Linked DNA regions of Rattus norvegicus: region 2 is linked to region 1. A link is a contact called in public Hi-C data. All regions are on one chromosome and are shown on one strand. Each heading gives the region's core, a stretch centred on a gene start, on an enhancer-like site or on the middle of the called end of the contact. The rest is flanking DNA. Distances are from core to core; before and after follow the strand shown. Region 1 overlaps LOC120103114 (a long non-coding RNA gene). Region 2 overlaps Nfia (nuclear factor I/A).

Region 1 (7,225 bases), core at 3,380-5,879:
GCATAGTTGGAACTAGTCTCATCTGTCTAAAATCTGTGAATGCCTCCCACGAGTCCTGACAAGCAACGGCCTTGACCGCTAGTACTTTAGAATTACTATAACCACCATTTCTCATTTCAATAATTCCAAAGTTGTTGCCAAGATCTCTAGACTTCATGGGTGCCAAGGTGTAGGCTCCTCAGGTAAACCCGTGAGTGTGGCCCATGCTGCATTCACACCAGCAGCTGTGCTGGGTCAAACACTCAGGAGTCCTCTATGTCCACGTTTATGTAGCATTTAAGTGATGTGAAAACACCAAGGTTTTTACTACAAGCATATAGCAATTGCCTTTCTCAGCAACTGTCCCATGAAATTGGTCCTTCTAAAACCAGTAACGTGTGACACTGTTTATTGGGCTCTCAGCAATGACTTTGCAGATGACTCCATCTTCACGATGGGAGCGGGGGTTAGGAGTCTCAGACTAGTCTCACACCTGTCTGTTGTAAAAAGCCATTTTGATTTAGTAACTGTCCAGGTTCTCGGGGCTTACCTGACATTGACCGAGGGCCTTGGTCAACACAGGTAACACAAAGAAAGTTGCTAAGTTTCAGAGCGCCTTCGTGGTCCCCCATTGCTTTGTGTCTTCTTTACTAAAGACCACTGGAGACAAACTCACTTATTCTGACAGACATGTGTTTCCATAACGTAGAAAACATGGTAACAAAGTAGACAACAGCATAGGTCCCCACCCCCAGCAGAGCAGTGCTGTCCCTTGTAAATCTGTCCGTATGTGGCTGTGTATAAAATGAGGTCACACACTATAACTCCCAACTTTCCTCAAGTGCTTTCTCGAGTCACTTATTTATGGAGCAATATGGAAGATGAAATCAGAAACATTAAAATTCTAGGATGCAGGCTGTAACTTTGGGGAGGAAATGTCTGAGTTGAGACACATTCTCTTTGAGATTTGTTGCATTGTTTTATTATAGCAAAATTAAGGTCTGGACCCTAGAATGGGAGCCTAGAGGAAGTTTCTACCCTAAAACTTGTATCTCAAACTTCCAAGAAGAAACACTCTTTTATTTCTTTGTAGTTCTGCTAAAAAACAGAATAACATGGGACACATAAAGCACACTCTAAAATTCTGTCACCTGCCTCTTCTTACAACAAAGCCTTCTTAATTACCAATGAGTCACCAAAAAAGTAAATAAACAAACTGACAACCTGGCCACCTGACCTTACTGCATGACTTTAAAGCATTAGGTACCCAGTAGGGCTCTTCTGCTAATGGATTTCTTTGTGCCATGTGTTTCAAAATGAAAGTCTATTAGGTTATTAGAAACACTGTCACTATGTGGAAAGTGGAGACAACTAGCCAAAGTCTGGGCTCCTAGTCATGTATTGGCAAGTAGAAGGATTATACTTGGAGCTGGCAGGAGGATGGATGCCTGGTTTATGGACAATGCTCCAGCTAAACTATCTGTTGCTTCACTTTACGGACTCATGTACATACGTGTGTGTGTGTATGTGTGTGTGTGTGTAAGTGTGAGTGTGTGTATGTGTGTGAGTGTGTGTGAGTGTGTGTGTGTGAGAGAGAGAGAGAGAGAGAGAGAGAGAGAGAGAGAGAGGGAGGAGGAAGCCAGAGGTCAATGTTAAGTGTCTTCCTCAGTAACTTCCCATCATAGTTTTTGACACAGGATCTCGTACTGAGCCCGGAACTTGCCAATTGGTCTTGACTGATGACCAGCAGCCCTGCAGATCTTTTCTCCCCAGTTACTCTTTGACACAGATATGGAGATTGAGCTCAGGTCACACTTGTGCACAGATAAGTTTATAGGCCAAGCCATTTTCACAGCGTCGAGGCCCTCTGATAAGTCTGGCTATTCTACTAGTTAGTGTAGAGGCAGTGCTATGGGTAGGAATGATGGTTTGGGTTTTACGCTTTGATGGATAGGAAGGGAAGCTCATGCATAATTTTCCACAGTGGTAACCCCAAAATGCTGAAAGCAGTGTAATTTGCTTCTCTGTGTAATCCAAACCTTTCATTATGAAATGCCACTACAAAAAAAGAAAAAAGAAAAGAAAAGAAAAAGAAAAAAGAAAGAAATGACTCTAATATTACAAGGACACAAAGCAGTAACATAGTCGATATTTTAAAAAAAAAAAAAAGTGCAGTGTTGGCCTTGAACTCTAGCTCAATGGTAGAGCACTTGCCCAGCATTCATGAAGCCCCAGGGTTGAGCTGGGGGCAAACTTAATGTATATATTCCCATAACAAGAACAACAGAGCCCAACTGCTGTAGTTCAGATGCCAGGACAGCAATTGCTCTATTAAACTTTTCATTGGGCTGTTTGATGAAATTTGGCTGTGTAGGCCATGAGGTAAGCGCAGACTAATTATATTAATAGAAGTATAAGTCAGTCTATCTCTGGCTTTTCCTACTGCCCCCATGCCGGGCTCTTTCTTCCACTGTCAAGATTTCCTAAGGAAACTCTACAATAGTTACCACTGCTTAGGCTACAGTCCCTTCAGCACAGCTCATCCAATTCTCCTGCCTGGCTTATCTTGATAAGTCTTACAAGTGTCCCGACACAGGTGCCAGTACAGGTCACTTACGTGTAGTCAGAGGAAGGTTCCCTGTGACCCTTCTCTGCCACTTCTGAAAATGACTCCCTTGGAAAAAACAGGCAGGGACGCCAAGAACTAGCCAGTAAGCACTTTCCCCCATGGCTTCCACTTTGGTTCCTGTTTCCAGGTTCTCACCCTGCCTTCCTTTACTGACCCACATAACCTAGAATTGTAAGAGGAAACAAACCCTTGCCTCTACACCTCCCACAAAAGTGACATCCTTGACCTCCCTGGCCCTCCATTCCCCCTTTCAGGAACCCTCAGTTCTTCTCCAAGGTGCTATGAAAAATCATGTGACTTCCTATGGAAAAACTCCTAGCCTGATCTCCCAGTACTTAATACTACACATCAAAAGCAGGTTCAGAAACAGACTTGGGTCTGCTGAAGTTACAGATATAACTTTCATCTCCGAACTGTATGTCCTTGTCTTTACAGTGGGGATAATGTATATCATATGACATCCACGTGGTAATTAACAATTTATAAAACAAAATGGTAATTAAGTAGTCACAGCCAGCCATTAATATGTTTCCTTTGTCTATGAGGAGATTAGCTAGAGAGAAGAGCCAATAGCCAGTGCTTGAATCAGTTATTGGGGCCACTTGGCTGGCTTTCTCATCTCTTCCTTATAAAGACCTAATCTTTCATGGAGCAGAAAACACATATTCAATGGCTTTAAAGTTTTATTTTTCAGAAGGTTTCCCCTCCTTTAAAAATAGGTAGGAGCTCTTAGCACCAGCAGTTTCTCACCTACTTTGTCTCATTAATTTAGGGGGAAAAAAAACTATCACAGCTATAGTTCTAAAGGAGATGAGAAAGGAGAGTGAATGACGGAGCGACTTGTTTAAGGTCACACAGATACTCTTCCTAATGAAATTGACTGCTGCTCTCCTTGGCTGAAACCTGGAGGAGATACTGGAATCAAAATCCAGCCAAACCATTAGAGCGCGAACAAGTCCAATCAGAGCTAGTACTGTTCTGTTTCCCAACTTCTGCACGCCTCCAACGCGCATTTTCGGTATGGTCTCGTCTGTTGCTGCCTGCCAACAGACCGATCGGTCTGGAGTGATTACAAATATGAGATGGCTGTGCCCAAAATCCGGCCTTGTTTAGGAAAGGTTCACCAGCCTTCTCACCAACGTGCTAGTTAGAACTCGACTGTAGGTGGCGCCCTGCTTCGCTTAGGGGAACTTGAAAGAAGAGAACCCGGGTCACCAGTCTCTCTCTCTCTCTCTCTCTCTCTCTCTCTCTCTCTCTCTCTCTCTCTCTCTCTCTCTCTCTCTCTCTCTCTCTCTCTCTCTCTCTCTCTCTCTCTCTCTCTCTCTCTCTCTCTCTCTGTTCTTTTCTCCCCCGACCTCACTCCCCCCTTCCACCCCCACCCCACCCCCGCTCCTCCGGGGTGGGCGGAGCTGAACGATTAAGCTGCACTTCCCAAGTGGTAGAGCGTAGTGATCGAGCTCTGAGCGCTCTCTGCCCAGCGTGGCGCTCCAGAGCGGTGCTCGAACCCCAATAGTCCTGCGGCCCAGGCCACCCTCATTCTTATACCCCTTTCCCCAAAGTCAGCAATGGGACTAGAGGACTGAGGACAGTGTGATCCCTAGTGTGACCCCGTGATTGAGGGGCGGGGAGAGACAACTTTACAAAGCTCTAAAAGGTCAAACCTCAAAAGACTTGCAAGAGAAGCAGCAGGGTGCACCTGCAGAGTCTGCTTAGGGAACCGCAGACCGCCTCCTCAGGACCTGCTATCTGCACCCTGGGCGGTCTCTTCAAGGTCTTTCTTCCCTCTGACCCGGTCCTGGCCCTGAGCTTTTTCGTTGCGAAATTGAGTTCCCATATTCGAATCCCAGCTCACCCGCGTGGGGTTATACGCGATGGAGCCGGGTGTCGGGAGTGATCACATTGCAGCTGGGCTGGGGGCACTTCGAGAGACGGAACAGAGTAGGGAAGGAGAGTGGGGTCCCACGGTGGCTGGGCGCTGAGTGACCGGGTCATTGGGATGTCCCGCGGGGCGGGAGGACGTGTAGGGCGGCGCCAACCTCCGGCCTGGGTTGCTCCGCTGCGGCCACCGGCGGATACGTCCCGTGCGCGGGTTCCAGCTTGAAGATCAACCGAAGTCCTTTCTACTGCAGCAGCGGAGGGAACTCTAGGTGGATGATTTGCTCCGACTGTACTTCGCGAAGAAGACATTTTCTCCTAGAAGCTTCTGAAGTTGAGCATGTTAGGTTAGGGGGAATCGTGGGGGTCCTCCGCTCCGTACCAGCGGCCTGGGACAGGCGGGAGAGTGTGTTAGCGAGGCTGTGGGGAGGAAAAGTGAAAGCGGAACTGTATGACTCTTAGAGGTCTAGGGAAGGAAAGCCTACAGCCACTGAAAAGAATGCTTAGAAAATACACTGCAAAAAGCTTACTCTTTTACCCAAACTCTTTCTTTGATCGGAAAACAGTAAAAGACACCTGACTAGACTTTCCCCGCCCCCTACCAATTAGAACCTGTTACACGTCCTCAAGTCCATAAAATAACTGTTGGGGTAAATTTAAATAAACAATGGCAACGGGGTATGTGCAGTTGCGACGCTTGGTTGCAACTCCATTTAGTGGCAGCTTTTATCTTGAGGAAAGTTGGAGTGTATCTATTAGTCTCTTGTGCTTCAGATGTGCCGCCCCTAAGAAGGGAATACGAGAAATAGAAAATACTGTTATGGAACCATTACATTGAGACCCATTTTAACACTCTGATCTTGGAATTCCAGCACTGCACTCTTCCCTAGGGTTAACTTTAGCAGGAATATCACCAGGCCTAGTCTCTACGTGAGTCTTAAAACTTCAAGCAATTGCTTTGGGCAGTAACTCCAACAAAAGTGATCTTCATACTCCCTGGGAGGCAGAAACTGGATTTGGCCTCTTTTGAGAGGGCAGGTGTGTGATTTATTCACCGAGCTGGTGGGTAAAAGAGACAGAAACCACAAAGGCCTCGTGATCTGGTCCCCTACCAGGGCATTTATGCAGAGAATGGTGGACATGTTGAGATTGTGCTTCCAATGTTAGCAAAGCTGGTGGATGGATTGTGTCTCCTACAAAGTGGGTGCCCACATTGCACTCAGCACTCTTCCTCCTTGGTAAACTGGATGAAAAGGGTCCCCCCCCCCCCCAAGCCATAAATGAAGTCTTCATTCCTATTCCAGGGTTGAGACCTGGGCCAAGGTCTTGAATGACTAGCTTGTAGCCCACACTTGATGAATATAACTTACCAGGAGCAAGGGAGCACTTACTGGTTTACTGAAAGTTGGTATCCTCTTTCCAAGAGATAATTTAAGAAGACACTACCTAACAGTGTGGAAACCCCTGGAGGACTAGGAATGTTCGGCTTGGGTTGTGTTTGCTAAGAGGGTTTGAGTGGAGATTTAGACACATGAAATCTGAACACTGTTATGGCTTCCACAAGCTCTCCTGTCTGAGAAAGTACAGAACTCTGCCACTTTCCCCTTGAAAAGCATAAATGAATGTGGGTGATAGACTGCTGTGCCCCTTCCCCCAAACACACACCTTTACATTCTGGGTTCTTCAGCCAGCCAAAGAGCAAGAGCTTATCACACGTAAATATGTGGGGAACAGGCCTGACTTAAGGCCAAGCACAAAGAGGCAGGAACTTTGGGCATTAGAAGGAAGGGTTATGATCAGTCAGTTGTCAGTCAGTCAGTCAGTCAGGCAATAGGAGAGGACAATGTCTGCTGCAGAGTTGCAGCAAGCAGTGGGAAACAGCTCAGCCTACAGTCCTGTCTGCTCCAGAGGCTGACACTCCACGGCCCACAGTACCCAGTACTGTGCTCCCAAAGTTGAAAACTTTGGGCTTATAGTTGGGCTGCACCCAGCCTTTCCCCCATTCCTGCAGGCAGCCCTCTCTGTAAGCAGACGTTCCACCCTTAGTGGCAAAGATGCTTCTCTGAAACCCTGCTCTGGAAAACGTTTTAACCTGATGATATACTGCAGTGTCATTAAGTTGTCCTCCAGAAGGCCTGGAAGAGCTGTTTTCCTGTGCGGTTCAAGGACTCAAATGACTGAGCAAGAGTGAGCACACTTAAGGCTTTTTGTGCCGTAAAGAGGGCATTTTATTTTCATTTTGGTTGGCCTTTGGTTTGGGTTTGTATCTGCTTTGTTTTGGGGTTACTTTGTAACTGCTTACAATACTTCAAACTCGTGCAACACTTTCCCTATGAGGAGACTGATAAACTCGCTCCATCACCTAAGCCACTGAGGACCGGCTGCCGAGGTAGAGGGCCTATTAATGGAGAATTAGTGAACAATTAGATCGGGTTTCCCGGGAGTTGGGGGAGATAGAAACGTCAGGGCTCAGGCCTCTCCCAAATCTTTAACAGGGAAAGAAGTCGCGCCAGAGAGCGCCTTTCGAAGTTCAGCTGTGCTTAACAGCCGATCTTCCTTTCAGGACAACTACTAAAAGGCTCTCAGTGGGCTTCAGCTTCCAAAGATCGAGGGCTGGTCAGCCGTGGCTCTCCCTCCTTCCCCCTCCCCCTTCCCCCAACCCCCTTCCCCCTTCCCGGAGCGTTGCTCAGGACTTCAGCAAGTCGAGGTCAACTCCTGGGCCAGAGGGCAGCACCTAGCTGC
Region 2 (7,225 bases), core at 2,444-4,943, 360 kb after region 1:
TGGAACCCTTATGGGTAAAGACCCTAAGAAAGGCTCCTCAGGAAAGAGGGAAGGAAGGAAAGAAGAAGGGAGGGAGGGAGGGAGGGAGGGAGGGAGAGAGAGAGAGAGAGAGAGAGAGAGAGAGAGAACAAGAACAAGAACATCTGGCAAGATGACACCGAAGGTAAAGGTTCTTCCTACCAAGCCTGACGACATGAGTTCAATCCCTGGATCCCACATGATAGCAAAAGAGAACCAACTCCTGCAAGGTGTCCTCTGACCTCCATAACCCACTGGGGCAAACACACACACACACACACACACACACACACACACACACACACATACATACATACACACACACAGACACACATAATTTAAATTAAAAAAAGGGGGGGTTCATTTCTTCTTGGACCCTGCAGCCCAGCAAGTGTTAGCACAGCAAGGAAAGCCATAGCCCAGGGCCCAGCAGGGAGGAAGCATTTGGCTTTGGGGAATCTGGAAGGAGTTTAACACAGCACAAGTGGTGAGAAGATGAGGCTCTACAAAAGTAAGCGGGCCACTCATGGCCCATTAATGTTTTAATAGTTTCCTGCACAATAAACAAGTCTTGGTTTAGAGTTATTGAAAACAGGCTTTCTTTAATTAACAAAATAAAATCAGACAAGTAAAATGGCTTCGGACATCAAAGCCTGAGGCTGGCAATACCCATAACTAACACCTGTGTACAGCATGTCACCCTTTCCAGACACCAGTGCTGACCACTGCCATTCTCTCTCATGCCTGGCACTCCAGGGTCGCCCAGCACAGAGCTCTGTGTGCATAATGTGACACAGCCCATCAGTGGAATTCAGTAAGGTGCTTTAGACATTTGACCTCATCAGCTGAGTTTATCAGGATCCTTTGAGAAATCATGAAGGTCATGGAAGCCTAAGCAAGCCACTTCCTGCTAGACACTGAAACCCCTAAAGGCAGATGCCACATTTTCTTTACTCCCAACATTCCCAGACCCTCAAGTACATGTCACCAAGAAAATTGGAACCTCTTGGAACTTACTGACCAAGTGACTAAGGGCTCCCAAATGGTTGATCCTAAAAGGAGATGCCAGGAATACACACAGAGGTCTGTCTACTCCTTCTGTGTCAGAGCCGGGGGTGGGGGTGGGGGGTGGACACCCCCCCGACACACACACCCCAGCTTTTGGCTGATTTGCCAAGGACAACTCATTTGTGCTAAATAGTAGGCTTAGTTCATGCAAACAAGAACAGGAAGCCAAAAATGACTAACCGACTGGATTAGTGTGGTCCAGCAGAGGCAACATCACCAGGAGGGACAATATGGCAGCTGCGCTCAATGCAGACCTGCTTGCTGTGTCCCTTGTGTGGCTGGTGGGGAGTGATGTGTTGGAGGGGGAGCTTCCTGTATTTTTGTATTTCCGTTTATGTGTGTAAATGTCCTTAAATAACCCACCTTGCCCGGAGAAGAAAGCTAAGCGTCACACCCAGTTCTGGGTTCCACATTAACAACCTCCTTCCGTGCAGTGTTAAACTTTGCCCCGAGGCCCTTTTGTTCAAGTTTTTAATTTGAAAAACAGATTTTGCCTCAGTGAGTCAGTCCTGCTCTTCACTGCGCTCTCTCTCTCTCTCTCTCTCTCTCTCTCTCTCTCTCTCTCTCTCTTTCTCTCTGCCCTTTCAAAGTGAAATATAAACATCTCAGATCTATTTCTTTTTTGTTTTTAAAAATGTATGCCCTGCCCTCTGAGCAGAAAGTAAAAGAAGTTGCATGTGTTGTAATATTGGCTGTGGACTGGGAGGGTGAGTCTTGGTTGCCCATCTCCAGTAGACTCAGGACCATCTCCACTTTGCAACTGTGCACAACCAAGGCACAAGAGAAGGACCAGCCTGCCACTGTCACGGTGCCTGCTGCCATCTCAGCCCTCTTGTTTAGGATGCAGTGGGATGAAGGCTGTTGATGGTTCGTAAATCCTGACTACTGTGAGCATTCCAGAATCCCCACAGAATGGGGCTGGAACTTTTCATGGAGCTGTAAATTAAGGGGCGAGAAGTGTGATAAAACTCCTAAGAGAACCGTGCTGCAATGGTTAAATGAAATTTTATAAGCGCGTTCGTTCAGCGCAGAGCTGTTTTGCATTACATGAGTTGAATACCTTAGAGACACCGCATCTGCAGGCACTTTATTAAATCCTGAGTCAGCACTTTCCAACCTGATGAGATTACTTCTCCATCTGACCGGCTAGGAGGAAAGCTGAGCTCTTGGCCTGCAGATTTCTTTTGATGTTTCACCTTGAACACTGAAAGAGGACAGGTCCCCCCTCCCGCCCCTGGTACATCCCAAACTATGGACGTTGAGAATGTAACGTGGCTAATTTCTTGAAACTAGAGCCTCCGTGGGAGTGTGGATTTATGGGCCACCAAATCAAACTGTAGTTGAATGTTCCTGTGGGGGTGGGGGGGGATAGATCAAAGCTCAGTGTTTACTTCCTCGATGTAAATGTATCAAGATAACATCCTCCCATGCAGTACTGTAATATTGCCACTCTGCAGATAAGGGACAGAGAGTCCTTTGTAGTGGCCTGGATACAGTAGGGCAGATTAAGGGCCTATAAAGTATGAAGGCAGAAGCCATATGAAACCCAAGCAGATGTCAGATGTGAGGATGATTTTCTGACTCTGCACCGATGAATTTTGTTTCATGTGCCAGTATTTCCCCCAATGACTTGATTCAACCCAAGAATTTCCCAGTCACCGACTCTTCTTTCTGCCCCAAGAAGAAAGGTGCAGAGTCATTCTTTAGTGAGTGTTCTCACACTTGCAACGTTTTCAAGTAATCGAAATTAAAAGGAAAATGCCACAAGAAAAAGAGTCTTTCCTGCTCTTGCCTTACCCATCTGATGCGATTGGCAGTTCACGGAAGCCTAAAGAAAGCCAGGGGCACCTCTGTGTGGGCGGTTGTCACATTGTCACCACCAGTGTCTTCAGCTACGAATGGACGGATCGAAACCTTGGCAAAACGGATTAATTTCTTATTGTTTACAACTGTTTCTCGGCTACATTTCTAAAGATCATTTACTAAGAGACCTCATTCAAAAAAATAGAAAGAAAGAAAGAAAAAAGAAAAGGAAAAAGAAAAAAAATGTTCGTGTGTGGTTCCCCCTAACTGACTTCCCATTCTGGAAGCCCTTGGTCAAGTAGCTGGGTTAATTGTCATGAAGATTAGTGTGATGTTGAAATAAGTACTAATGGTCAAATTACAGGAGTGAAAAGTGGGAGAATAGGTTTTGGTTTGGGCCTGAAAGGGTTAATTAACGTTTTTTCACGGGTTATTAAAGACCCCCAACCCCTGCCTTAGGAGTCATATTGACAGCCCACCACAGGGCAGCTCAGCTCCTCTATTGACATGTTGCTGGTCGGAGCACAATGGTCTCAGTATCTGCAAATCATTGCTAAAATCATCTCAAGGAAAAAAAAGTTCCCAAGCTTTACCATTAGACAAAAGCCCCGGAGTTGCAGCGCGCAGCTCAAAAACCCAGAGTCAGCACCTTCTATCGATTAAAAACTAACCTTTAAAGTAACTCTGAGAGCGTGTGGTTAGCATTTAAATTTAAACATGTCGTGAGTTGATTTGTGTTACTGAGTACCAACTCAGAAGGAGTAACATTCACAGTGCAGTTTTTTTTTCCTAACTCCCTTAAGCAGCTAAAGTATTTCATGAGATGTCAAAAGGGCAGAAAGGAAAGGGGGAGGGGCCAACTCGGGGCCTCATCGCTTTCTTTCCCAGGCAAATATTCACCCCCCCCCCAAAAGAAAAGTGTGGAGAGCGAAACACAATAATTAGTCCTTTGTCTAACTTTCTCGAATGCCAAAGAAAGACAGATTAATTAAATATACAACAGTGTTGGTTTTTGGAGTGGGGGTCTAGCTTGCTGGGTAGGTCATAAATTAGGCAGAATAAATACTTCAGTGTGTTTGCAGTGGGCCTGCTACGTCAGAGCCACTGGAAGGTTGGTGGGAGGAGAGTGGCGGGTTTCTTGCTAATGATAGTCACGTCTGGGTCTGTCTGGTTGCTAAGAGCAACCAGACATGATGTAACACCAGGATGAACTTGAACTTGGGGGACTTGAAAAGAGAACAATAGACCAGAGCAATCAATAAAGCCTATTTCAGTGAAGGGTTACAGAGCTGCTCTGGGGTAACCTTGTGGGTGAGGCACACACTGAATAGCAAGATGTGTGAAGAAACTTTTTTTTCCTTTGCTTTGGTTAGCTTTGCTTCGCCTTTTAACAGAAGTACGGGGGCGGGGGGGCACTGCTGATTTTTGTAGCGCCCTGGGTACAGAAACTATGGGACGGAAAACTGCTCCCCCTGGTGACTCACTGGGTCCCAGGCCTTTACTTCAGGACTGCCACACTGAAGAAGTCCGGAATTTCACAACTGCCTTCGAAAGCATGCAGACAGATTGAGAACAGCACTTGCCACTCAGTTTGAGACTGTTCTGTGTAAGAGCAGATATGGAAAATGGATCTGTGTCAGAGATCAGGAGAGACTTAAAACAAACATGGTTTGGAGATTGCTTCCGTCCCCTTTCTTTCTTACTGATCTTTTCTTTTGTCCACTTCGATTTAGGCCATGTGCCCTTAGCAGGGTGATTTCTTTTCCAGATATAAGCAGCTTTATTGGTCAGAGAGTAAAATCTACGAGTCTACAGGATGAGGAGTTTTGTGATTTGAGCTAAAGGTTTTTGTTTTGTTTTGTTTTGTTTTCTTATAAGCGCCTTTGGAAATCAAAGGTGCCTTGTGTGACCAGGAAATTTTACACCAACTTCCACGGAGCTATCATTTAGCCGTTTATCCCTGGGATCAAAGGAGTCCCGACTTTCCCCTAATTGAATCACCCCCACAAGAGTGAGCCTTAGCCCTCCAGAATCAGTTCTGACTGACGTAAACCCCCCTGATGTTTTCAATACAGAGCTCACAGCCATTAGCCTTGCCTAGAAGCTGGTAGGTTTTCTGACTCTTGCAAAAAGTACTGAATTCTTCAGAATACTTAGAAGAAAGCTGGGGAAAAAAGTCATACAATTTTTAGCTTCACTTGAGACATTAGTTTTGAGATTGCTCTGTAATAGCTCATTTTGTTGAGCGAACTTTCTTTGTTGACAAAGGATGCAGCAGACACAAAGGTAGTTACCTGGACATTTCTGAAAGGGACACAAGACTGGCTCCACAAGCTGGCAGAAAGCTCGAAGGCTTTTCTGAGTGAACAGAAACATAAATGAGGTCTACAGTGGTCTCATTTCCACCATGAACTTGACTTCATAAGGAGCCATCTTATTTATTACGTATCTTTTCTAAGAATATACTTGTGTATATATATTCAGTTGAAAGGAAGATGATTTGCCACCATAAATACTCCAGTCCGACTTCCCACCCACCATGTCACCAATGTGTTTGCCACCAGACCTTTCTGCTGTAACTGCTATCACGGGTCACCTACAGAATGCTGTGTTCGTAGGCTCGGCACCTGTCCTTAGTATCTACATCCCATTGAAAAGTGTGAGCGCTCCCAGGCATGGTGCTAGGTACTAATAAGATAGCCAGGTTCCTTGTCCTCCTATAATTGCTCACCACTAGGTTACAAAACCTAATGTGAATGCCATGTGGCCAGAAAGTCCTCACTTAGTAAGATATACTCAAAACATTGGCAAAGCCCACAAAGGCAGTGAATTTTAATGTCAGAGGAGTAAGATAAATCTCCTTGGCTTGGGATTTACTATCATCTGTCTTTTGTTGTCCACAAGAACCACCCCCTCCTCAAGGTCAATTCTGATCCCATGGTTAAAAGAGCAACTTTCAAAAATAGTTTTACAAAATTGAACGTTGTTTGTGTTTGCTCACTGAGGACCACTGTGGGCCTTGCTTATACCAGCCGAGAGCTACCCATGAGCCCCTACACGGAGCACAACATCTGCATTTTTTTTTTTTTGGTTCTTTTTTTTTTTCCGGAGCTGGGGACCGAACCCAGGGCCTTGCGCTTCCTAGGCAAGCACTCTACCACTGAGCTAAATCCCCAACCCCACAACATCTGCATTTTAACCGGACTTTTCTTTTTGTCTTCCAGTCCTGGTACCTGGGATAAAAGTTGCAGCGTCCCACCATCCTCCAGACAGACCACCTGACCCCTTCTCAACTCTGTAACATGGACGCAACCTCAACCCGGCGCAGTTACAACTTCACTGTCAGTGGAAGGGGAGAGACACCAACTCGAATCAACTTGTACATGGAAACAGCGAACGTCGTGGTCAAACAGCAAAGGCCATAACTTTTCGGGATTCTTTTTTTTTTTTTAATACTTTAGGGACTGTCGTAATTTCTCATATGGTGCTGGAAATGGTTGGGCTGTGTGACATTTGAAGTGTTCCAGTGGTGGTGTGAGCAGTAGGTGAAGCGGCTGGTAGGGGATGAGCCTTGCTCACGAACTTCCTGTTGTAACACTTGTGAGCCTGGCCTTTTCACAGTATTTCAAGAATTTGCCCGCGCAGGTGTGTGACCCTCCCGGAGCACTTGGAGACACCTGGAGAATGAAATCTTTCGTAGTAGCTAAGATCTGTGATCTGTAACTTACAGGACACTCAAAGGGCAATGTTTTTTGGGTTTTCTTTTTTTTCTGTAACATATTAGAAAAAGCAAATGCAGTTAAGTTGATCTTTCTTTTAGTTTGGTTTGGTTCAGCAGTCAGCAGTTAAATACATAACACAACCCTCAAGGACAGTGAACCCACTCATGTTGCAGAGCAAATCCAAAAAGACAGCAAAGACTACTACTACTACTCTCAGTTCGGTTGTTTGTTTTTTTGTTTTGTTTTGTTTTTTTATTAAGTTTTGAAATGCTGCACTTACATTTAAAAAAAAACATTTTTCAACAATTTCAACAATGACACAAAAGTTCACATGGAAATGGGGAAGATGGTCTGTTTTGACAGAAACTGACAGGAATCAAAACAATCGAATTTTGAATTGAGTGAAGTGCAATTTCATTGGATAGCTAAGTATCTTTGTAAGATAGAGATTGTTGAAAATTCTATTTTTGTTTTTCAAGTCCTCCCACCCCAGGACTCTAAATTATTGGGGTTAAAAAAAAACAGCCTTGCAAGAAAAAGGGGAGCTATTTTTGCTTTTTATGTTTTTTATTGTTAAACTTGTATCCCTTTAAAAAAAAAAAACCGAAGGAAAA

Evidence for each region. Hi-C and Micro-C count contacts between places; a contact is called where the count stands out from the background.
Region 2: a contact with region 1 is called in a Hi-C map of Schwann cells, with 8 times the contacts expected there. The contact joins two enhancer-like sites. A contact is called at or near these places in 11 of 12 Hi-C or Micro-C datasets (the Rat2 cell line, Schwann cells, frontal cortex and 6 more).

What each region holds. Positions count from the first base shown.
Region 1 is chr5:117,525,107-117,532,331 of GRCr8, forward strand. It overlaps LOC120103114 (a long non-coding RNA gene), which reads right to left. Exons shown (of 3, transcript XR_010066547.1): 3 at 939-7,225. It also overlaps a transcript of Nfia not described here. Among named protein-coding and RNA genes, the nearest start is that of Nfia, 29 kb to the right of the region's middle. Within about 2 kb of position 4,630, at least 74 of the 93 cell types and tissues checked have an H3K27ac peak or open chromatin away from gene starts, as enhancers often do. A contact at or near this core is called in Schwann cells, where this site is marked.
Region 2 is chr5:117,883,733-117,890,957 of GRCr8, forward strand. Nfia (nuclear factor I/A) reads left to right here. Exons shown (of 11, transcript NM_012988.2): 11 at 6,114-6,646. The coding sequence ends at 6,131. Among named protein-coding and RNA genes, the nearest start is that of Rps18l5, 230 kb to the right of the region's middle. Within about 2 kb of position 3,694, at least 53 of the 93 cell types and tissues checked have an H3K27ac peak or open chromatin away from gene starts, as enhancers often do. A contact at or near this core is called in Schwann cells, where this site is marked.